2 separate regions of the Sus scrofa genome follow, and region 2 is linked to region 1. The links are chromatin contacts, called in public Hi-C maps. All regions are on one chromosome and are shown on one strand. The core of a region is the stretch at or near the end of the contact, and the rest is flanking DNA. Distances in the headings are between cores, read along the strand shown.

Region 1 (4,024 bases), core at 733-3,232:
AACAGCATGTTTTACAGTCCTCTGAATGGTGGGATAAATAAAACAGCTCTGAGTCCAGAGCTTTTGAGGAGGGGGGTGGGGGAAAATGTATTTTGTAACATTTCATTTAGAGCAGAAAAATTTCCCCACTGACAAGGGAACATTTGACCCTAAGAAAATGTTAAGTTCTACCCACAGCTGTTTGAGGAAATGGGCAATACAAGACTGGGCTGCCTTCAATGATGTGGGCTATAAGATTACAATCACCTCCCTCTCAAAGAGACAGTTTTGGAGATTTGGGGCTGATTTGAGAGTGCTGAGGAGAATTTATAAAAAGCAACTCCTGCACAAACATCCAGGAAGAGAGAGTAAGAAGGAGGAGCGTGCACATTTCTAGGACATATCGAGCATACATGTTGAAAGGATCATTGGAGTTCATTTGGAGCTGTCTTTGGGAGCAAGTTGAATGTGTGGAACACAGCTAGGTGACTTTCCAAAATAATCATTCATGCTTTGGTGGAGGCGGGGATTGGAGGGGAAGTTGGACAGAGGGAGCAGGAAAGGAAAACAAATCCCAAAGCCAGAGTTTTGCAACAGAGAGTAACAATTGTCAGTTTCCACTGGGCACTCAGCTCCCACACAGTCCCTTCCGCTAACGCATGCTGCAAGTCTGCAATCATCTTTCTTCCTCCTATTGAGACTTGCAAGGTCATAAAAGAGGGGTATCACTCACTTTAATCTGGTAATTTCCCTGTTCCTTGAATTCACATCTTTTTTTTTTTTTTTTAAGTGAAGCTTTGACACATTAGTATTTAATAGTCTTGCCCTTCCCTTTAGTATGTGGTTTTGTGGCTCCAGTGCAAGTACCCACACTACTCATTTTCTTCATTTCATGCCCCTAATCTTCCAGAACACTTTTATTTAAAACTTGCCGATAGTAACCGCAACTTTATTACAGAGGGAAACAAGTAGCAAGAAATCTGTATGTTGTTCATATTGTATTTCACTGGTGAGTCCATCTCTTCTTTTTTTAATCCTCAAAACATGAGAGGGAGGGAGTTAGCCCCCATTTGACAGAAGCAGTAACTGAGGTTCAGATAAACAGCAAGCTGTCCCAAATGCCACAGCAGTAAACAGAGCCTTTGCCCAAGTCCATGACTCACTGGCATCTAACTAAATTAGGTGCCTATATCCATTATATTACCTTTCAACTGCGTAACAATTTCAAGTTTAAAGGCACTTTTTTTTCCTTTCCTACGTCATGTCCTTTAATAAATAAATTCAAAGAACCCACCCATTTAAAAATAATTTTCAGTTCAGAAGCCCGGGAAGTAATGTTAATTTATTAATGAAGATAAACGAATAATGTAATACCAAGGTGGTTTTCCTTTTCTATAGAGTCTCTTACATATATGGCTATGAAATACACCTCTGAACACATGTTATTTTAATGATTACATGCCGTATCTCCCAATTTGTTCTCTTGAGGGAGAAAATAAACACAGATTTTCTTGAATATAATTACTGGGTTTAAAGCCCACACTTCACATTTTCCTGAATCCCTCAGCTCACTCAGTTTCAAGACCATGTCTCCTAAAGACAAAATAGCCTTTTAGGTAAGTCGTACTGAGGTTTTGTTTGTTTGTTTATTTGTGGGGGTGGGGGCGGAAATCAGTTTCTCTGGAAAGCTGGATTCTGTGTTCTCAAGGGTTATAAAAATGGGAATCATTTTTATTGGCAATCCACTGGAATAGTGCTGAGACAAATGGAAACTTGAAGATAAGGATCCTCAGAGGTGAGAACATACAGCTGTTGGGAATTGCGAGAGAATCTGACCAATAAAGGAAGTCACTATTTTTCCAGGCCTAAAGTGAGTTATAGGGCGAGACGGGTGTTGTATATTTATGTAAGCCAGCAGCAGGGAGTTTAAGCGGCTGTATATTGCTGAAAGAGCATCATTCACATTCAGGCTGAGACAAAACGTGGAAATGAAGTAACATCCTGGCTGAAGAAGGCCTCACGACAGAATAATAACATTTCAGAAAGGGGGGCCGTGTGCGAGGCTGTGGGTAGGCCTCAAAATGAGGAAATGATCAAGATGCCTTGTCAGGCTTTCAAAAACAGTTACACACACACACACACACACACACACACACACACACACACTCAGGATTAAGGCCTGGCCAAGCGTCCTTGGGAAGGAAGGTCATTTATCTTTCACAGAAACGCGTACACAATTACTTGCAAACTTCATCAGTATACTCAGCAAGATAGGTTTGCCAAAAACACTAAAAATAATATATATCAAAACACATATTACAGTCGGCCCCTGTTTGGTGTTTCTTATTATCATACACTCCTGCATTGGCATGGATACTAATTCAGGACAATATCTGAGGGACTAAAGTGGTTCTGGCTGCTCAGTTTCAAGGGAGAGGTTGAGTGGGGAGGGGGAGAAACTGCCTTATCTCCTGTGTTTATTTATTGTGTCCTTTTGTTTAGAGGAAGTCGCAAGTAGAAGAAAAGGGTCTTGAAATTACATTCCTCTAATGACAAATGGGGGGAAGGAAAGAGAGACCATCCATTGCAGAAAGATGATCAAAAGGAAAGGGAAAAGAAAGAGTTTTAACTTTCAAAAAATATCCACAGCTAGTCTGTGGGACTCTCTGAAATGTTGTGCTTCTGTTTAGTGGAGATGGTCTAGGCTCTGCCCAAATGCTAATTAAGATGTCAGAAATGTTAATGGTGGATTGGGGTAAATACTTCAGGAACATTAGTCATTTTAGCAAAAAAAAAAACAAAAAGACAAAACACAATGTAAAATAAGAATCGCCAGTCACACACTGAGCTTTTAGTTAGTACTAATTTAGAATGGTTATTAAAATTTGGAATCACTGGAATGAAAATAGTATATCTTGTCCTTGAGATTTGTTTATTTTTGAAACTGATATGACAATTATGATAAACTTGAGTAAAATCACAAGGTTTTCTGTAAAAATGTGCATGTCGTGTGCCGTGGACTAGATTCAAGAGTTTTCCTTATTAGGACAAAGTGCAATGAGATGTCAAAGTGATTTTATTCTAGGAAAACAAAATTTAAAACATAAAACATATATTTAAACTTTAGTTTGCTTAAGTTTTAAGGGAATAGTGGAGTTACAAAATGAATAGACTTGCCTCTTTATCCTCTGCCTTTTTACAACTGATATTAAATTTCCATTAAGAAAAAAAGTGATTGAAGTGATTGAAATGATTTAATTTCCTTCATTGACCAGTCTTTCAAAGTATTACTCCTTATTGTTTCAGTCATACCTGACAAGTTTGCACATTCAAATATTTATCAGGACACAATATTTAGCAAACTTTTCAGGAGCCAAAGGCCAGAGAGAACAAGAATGAGCATAGGGCTCTTCTCCCTATTAAATGATCAATTGCAAACAGTAACAGTTCACAGGATATTTGCAGGTAAACTCACCAGGTGCAGAACTGAAGGCAAAGATTTCTAGGAAAGACAACTTCAGCAAATCTGTATTATGATCCTACTTGCCAATTTCCTATTTTTCTATAGGGTACCTCTTAAGGGCTGGGGTCATGCGAATTCATTCCTGGCTTCTGAAGCATCAGGTAATAGCCACTGCCAAAAACAGGATTCCCAAACCGTCAGCTCACGGGGTCTGATTCTATATGGGAACACTTAGTATTTTGACCACATCTCCTGCATATTATTTGCCTGCATCTCCTGGCATGGCTGCCTAGTACTAAAAATGTATTGGTGGAGAACATACTGAAATCGGGGATCCCCTGAGCATATCCTACAAGTGCTTTAAGAAAAAAGTGCCATTTTCATAGAATTTGAGCTCCACTGAGAAAAATAGTATCTTAAATACAGATGGTTCAGGGTCTCCATTCCTGTGCTTTATATATATATATGTGTGTGTGTTTGTGTGTTATCTGTACAGAATTTCTTGAACTAAGAATTATTAGTCACACCTGCAGCAGCTCAAATAAAAAGCAATAGTGGCAGGGAAAAAAATTCTTCCTTTCT
Region 2 (4,160 bases), core at 992-3,491, 86 kb before region 1:
AAATCTAAAAAGAAAAAAAAAAGCCATGTTTTTTGTTTAATTTTTCTTCCCTAGAGAGATGTCTTTATTTTCATAACAAATTCAAGATGCAACATTTTCATCCTTTAGAAGTTTTCAGTGGAAAAATTTATTCATTTTTGTATTAGTTTACTTTTAATAACAAAATTTATTTATTTAATTAAATGCAATTTAATCTTAATCAGTCTTGACTATGCACAAAACTCTTTTCTTAGGATTCCTTTAGCACAAACCTTCCACAGCTTTCTGCAGCCACATAAGTTTGTCCCTTGTTTTTCCCATCTAGAAACAATCAGGTCTAGGATAAAATTATTTTTCTTTTTTTCTTTTTCAGTGGGAAAATTGAAAAGACAGACACTCATTTTAAGCAGAGAAGAAAAAATGTATGCATGTATTTTTTTCCTCAAAAATTAAAAACGGAAGCATGAAATTTGCTTTAAAGATATTCATATTTTCAACTACCTAGAAATTATCCAAATGATTGGTATTTGTGTTGTTTTTGTTTCTAACTATAATAATGCTGCTGAAAATGCTCATGGTATGCATTTACTTTAGGTGACTCTACCTCATAAAATGCATAGATCACATTGCATATGCTTTTCCAAGTTTCTTTTAAATTAGGATATGTGCATTCCATGCCCACCTAGATAGCACAGAAGAAAGCCTAGACTTCAGGAGAAAGCAACTAAAATTGGGATAGAAACTTGCCATTTGGACATAATTTGGTCCATCACCACCATAGATTTTACAGTCTCAGCTCCCCTTCCACAGACCCATCGACAAGAGGGTATTACAATTTTTTGCTGACATTGGTGACCTGGCATCGCTGATTTATTCTCTGCTTCGGTTTACAGAGGAATAAACCAGTAATTAATTATATATCAGAACATGAGAATCGACCTTGCAATAATGTACAGGCTAAGAACGCTCTATTTACATATGTAGGTTATTTAAAATATGTCTTGTTAAATAAATATTTAAAATACCTCTTTATTTAGCTTATAAACTGTTTGGACTGAGGCTGCAGTGTGACTCGCAGAATGTTCGAAAGAGTGAGAGAGTTACCATAGATTTTCATCTCTTCCTGACCTGCAATTTTTCCCCTCTCTCTCTGGCAGGCCTCTTTAAGGCAAATAACAACATGAACTTTCTTGCCATCAAAATATGTAATATTGGTAGAAAGATGATCTTTGGAAAACTGTAAAACTCACCTTTATCTTGAGGGCAGGTACTAAGAACAAGGGATGTAGGCATAAATTAACCACAGTCGTCAAGACCACCTCTTAGAGAGCAGTGAAGTAGACAGGAAGTATGGGAAATGAATGATTTCACAGCAAAATGTTCTCCCTGCTCTGAGGTTGTTTGTCCAGTCCAGAGTTATTTTTAAAGGAGAAGAAAATGAAATACAGAACTTAGAGTTATCCACGTCGCTTGAGTCAGCACAAACTCATGATTTCAAAACAACCGTAATGAGAACACGCATGGTAAGGACGACGGTGTTGGGGGAGACAAACGCTGTACTTTGCAAGAGAAATAAGCTCAGCGTCAGTCCAAGACCAAGCTAGGCATTCAGTTTATTTTAGGTGCTCGAAAGTTAGTTTTTTCCTGGAGCGAATGTCTCTATACCTGAAACCGCCCAGTTTTCGCCAAAGCATGTTTGTTCCCTGCAATCTGGAATCACAAACTTAATCAGTTGTTGATCCACCAGGGGGAGCAGTTCACCAGCACAAAACAAACCTTCCCCAAAGGAAGTCGGGGAAGGCGCCTCTTCCTCTCAGTTTACACAGCGGACAAGGACCCTGATTTTTATCGGTTCTACTAGATGTGGCGCTCCTCTGCCTAATACTCATTTCATGTGCCTAACCCTATGCTGGTGGGATACATATTGTTCCTTTGTGGACACGTATACCCACAGCAGATTTTAAAGTAGGACTGAGAAATCAGACCTTGTGCTTTGTAGAAATTCCTTGTTTTATTATAGGAAATACAGTCCCTGCTTCTCCAGCAGCTTATATGGACAAAACCAATAGATTTGTCAAACTATTTATTCAATCCTTATTCTCCGATCTTCAGTCTGGTGTGTGTGTGTGTGTGTGTGTGTGTGTGTGTGTGTGTGTGTGTGATTCTCGCAGCTCTTGAAGCCAGGCAACTACCACAGCTTGCTGACAGCACAGCTTCTTTCCTCAGCCCTTTCCCTTTCCTTTGGCCAGGGCCCTGGGGCTGGGCAGGAAGACAGCTGTCAGAGAAAGGTCCGTGTTGATGATAAACTCTTTGTGTGCAAGTTCAGGCTTTGTACCAGCCTGTCCAAACAAAACAGCTGTGGACTTCAATGGACCTGTGTGTGGGTAGAGAACCCCAAGTTTGTTAATGTAGAAAGACAACCAGAAGTGTATACCAGCTCCTAACGTGCTTTTCAAATGGTTTTGAAATCCACAGAAGGAATTCCCCTAGGAAAGCCTAGTTTTAATTTTAATAAGGTCAGTTCCTTATCCTAAACCTCTTTCCTGGTCCTTCAGCATCCTAAATCTTTTTATGGCTCCTTAAATTCCTTGTCCATTTAATATTTTTCCCTGGTAGTTTAAGGGGTAGGCTCTGGGTCTACAGCTTCACCATCACCAGGGAACTTGCTAGAAATGCAGAACCTCAGACCCTATCTTAGACCTGCTGAATCAGAATCTGCCTCTTAACACAACCCCAGGTGATTGGAGAACATGTTGAAGGCTGACACTCTGCTCACAGACAGCCTGGTCTCTGGATGGGCCTCCTTCTGTTAGGACATAGATAAGATACACAGATCTACGCATTCTTCTAAACAGAATGTGTAGATGTCAAGGTCATTACATGATCTTATGATACATGCAACCAACTCTTGAAGCAGCAGTCTTGAGAGTTCAGTCTTTCAAGTTAAAAAAAAGAAAAAAATCTTAGCTTCCAACCTCAGGTCGGGCACTTGCCAGCTCTTCCTATCCTCATTTGTACCTCATAAGTATTAACTCTATTGTGGAGATTAAATGAACACCTGACACTCAAAAGATCCCATTGTTATTCATCTTTCCCTTCAGAATTGAGTTTTCAATCTATGAATATTATTCAGTGATTTGATTAACTTTTTTCCATCCAACTTTTCTATTCTTTTATTTTTCTGCTATTTTTAAAAATGTGTTTTATTACTTCTGAAGAAAACATGGGGAAGGAATAGTGAATCTCAAGTCTGCCTATGTATTTACTAATTAGTTGCTTTGTTGAATGATTTTTGAAGAGGAAAAAGTTGAAAAAGCTGAAATAATCATTTAGGATTTTTGATGAAATTCCAAGACCTATCTTTAACATTGTTATATCTAGGATAATTGAAGGAGGGAGAAATTCATTCTTGAAAACAAAATAGAAAATATCCCCTTTAAATACCTAAAGATGAGGGAGAAACAAGCTGAATTCCAAGAAGCACATCTGTTAATCCTATCATGGGAACACTGTCACAGCTGGATGGAGTGAGTGACAGGTATTTGTGCTGTAGTACTGTGACATATATTTTTCCATATCTTTGAAGATCAGGATTTGAGGAGCCGTACTCTATAATGCTCATTTTCTTTCTGGCCCTTCCTTTATCATATTCTTTGGCAAAAGTGTAAAGTGATATTCTGAATTTGGGCCCAAAGTCACTGGAAGGTAAAAGTCACCTGGTTATCCACTCGCTACATCACCAAATTAGATGTACTCTCTTCTTAAGAGAATCAGTTATGCAGGACATGGGCTTTCTTTTCTGACAAGAGTAGAGGTTTCACATGGTAGGTGAGAGGGAAAGCTGGTCTCAAGCTGATGTCCAAATTTCCCTCAGGCCTGACCAGGACCTCCTCATCTTTCCTGCAACGAGGATCCTCTGAGGCACTGGGGGTGGGCTGCGGGTGGGGAGGGGGTGTGGAGAAGAGGGGCAGGGCGATGCTGAATTTGAACACTTTGGAAGGGGGAGCTTGACTTGCAGCAGGGAAGCTCCTCTCCGGAGAACTTTTGATAGTTTTCCCCAAGATCTTCTTTCCTGCCCTTCCAGATGGTCTTCCTCATACTGTTTCCTCTCCAGGGTCTCCCATTCAGTTTTCAAAGGAAACAGCTACATTCCAAGGAATGAACTGAAGAGAAGCACATCC

What was found. Hi-C and Micro-C count contacts between places; a contact is called where the count stands out from the background.
Region 2: a contact with region 1 is called in a Hi-C map of liver, with 4 times the contacts expected there. The contact joins two enhancer-like sites. A contact is called at or near these places in 3 of 47 Hi-C or Micro-C datasets (embryonic fibroblasts, epiblast stem cells and liver).

Annotation. Positions count from the first base shown.
Region 1 is chr7:84,008,804-84,012,827 of Sscrofa11.1, reverse strand. No RefSeq gene overlaps it. Among named protein-coding and RNA genes, the nearest start is that of NR2F2, 920 kb to the right of the region's middle. Within about 2 kb of position 1,982, at least 19 of the 83 cell types and tissues checked have an H3K27ac peak or open chromatin away from gene starts, as enhancers often do. A contact at or near this core is called in liver, where this site is marked.
Region 2 is chr7:84,095,297-84,099,456 of Sscrofa11.1, reverse strand. No RefSeq gene overlaps it. Among named protein-coding and RNA genes, the nearest start is that of MCTP2, 870 kb to the left of the region's middle. Within about 2 kb of position 2,241, at least 28 of the 83 cell types and tissues checked have an H3K27ac peak or open chromatin away from gene starts, as enhancers often do. A contact at or near this core is called in liver, where this site is marked.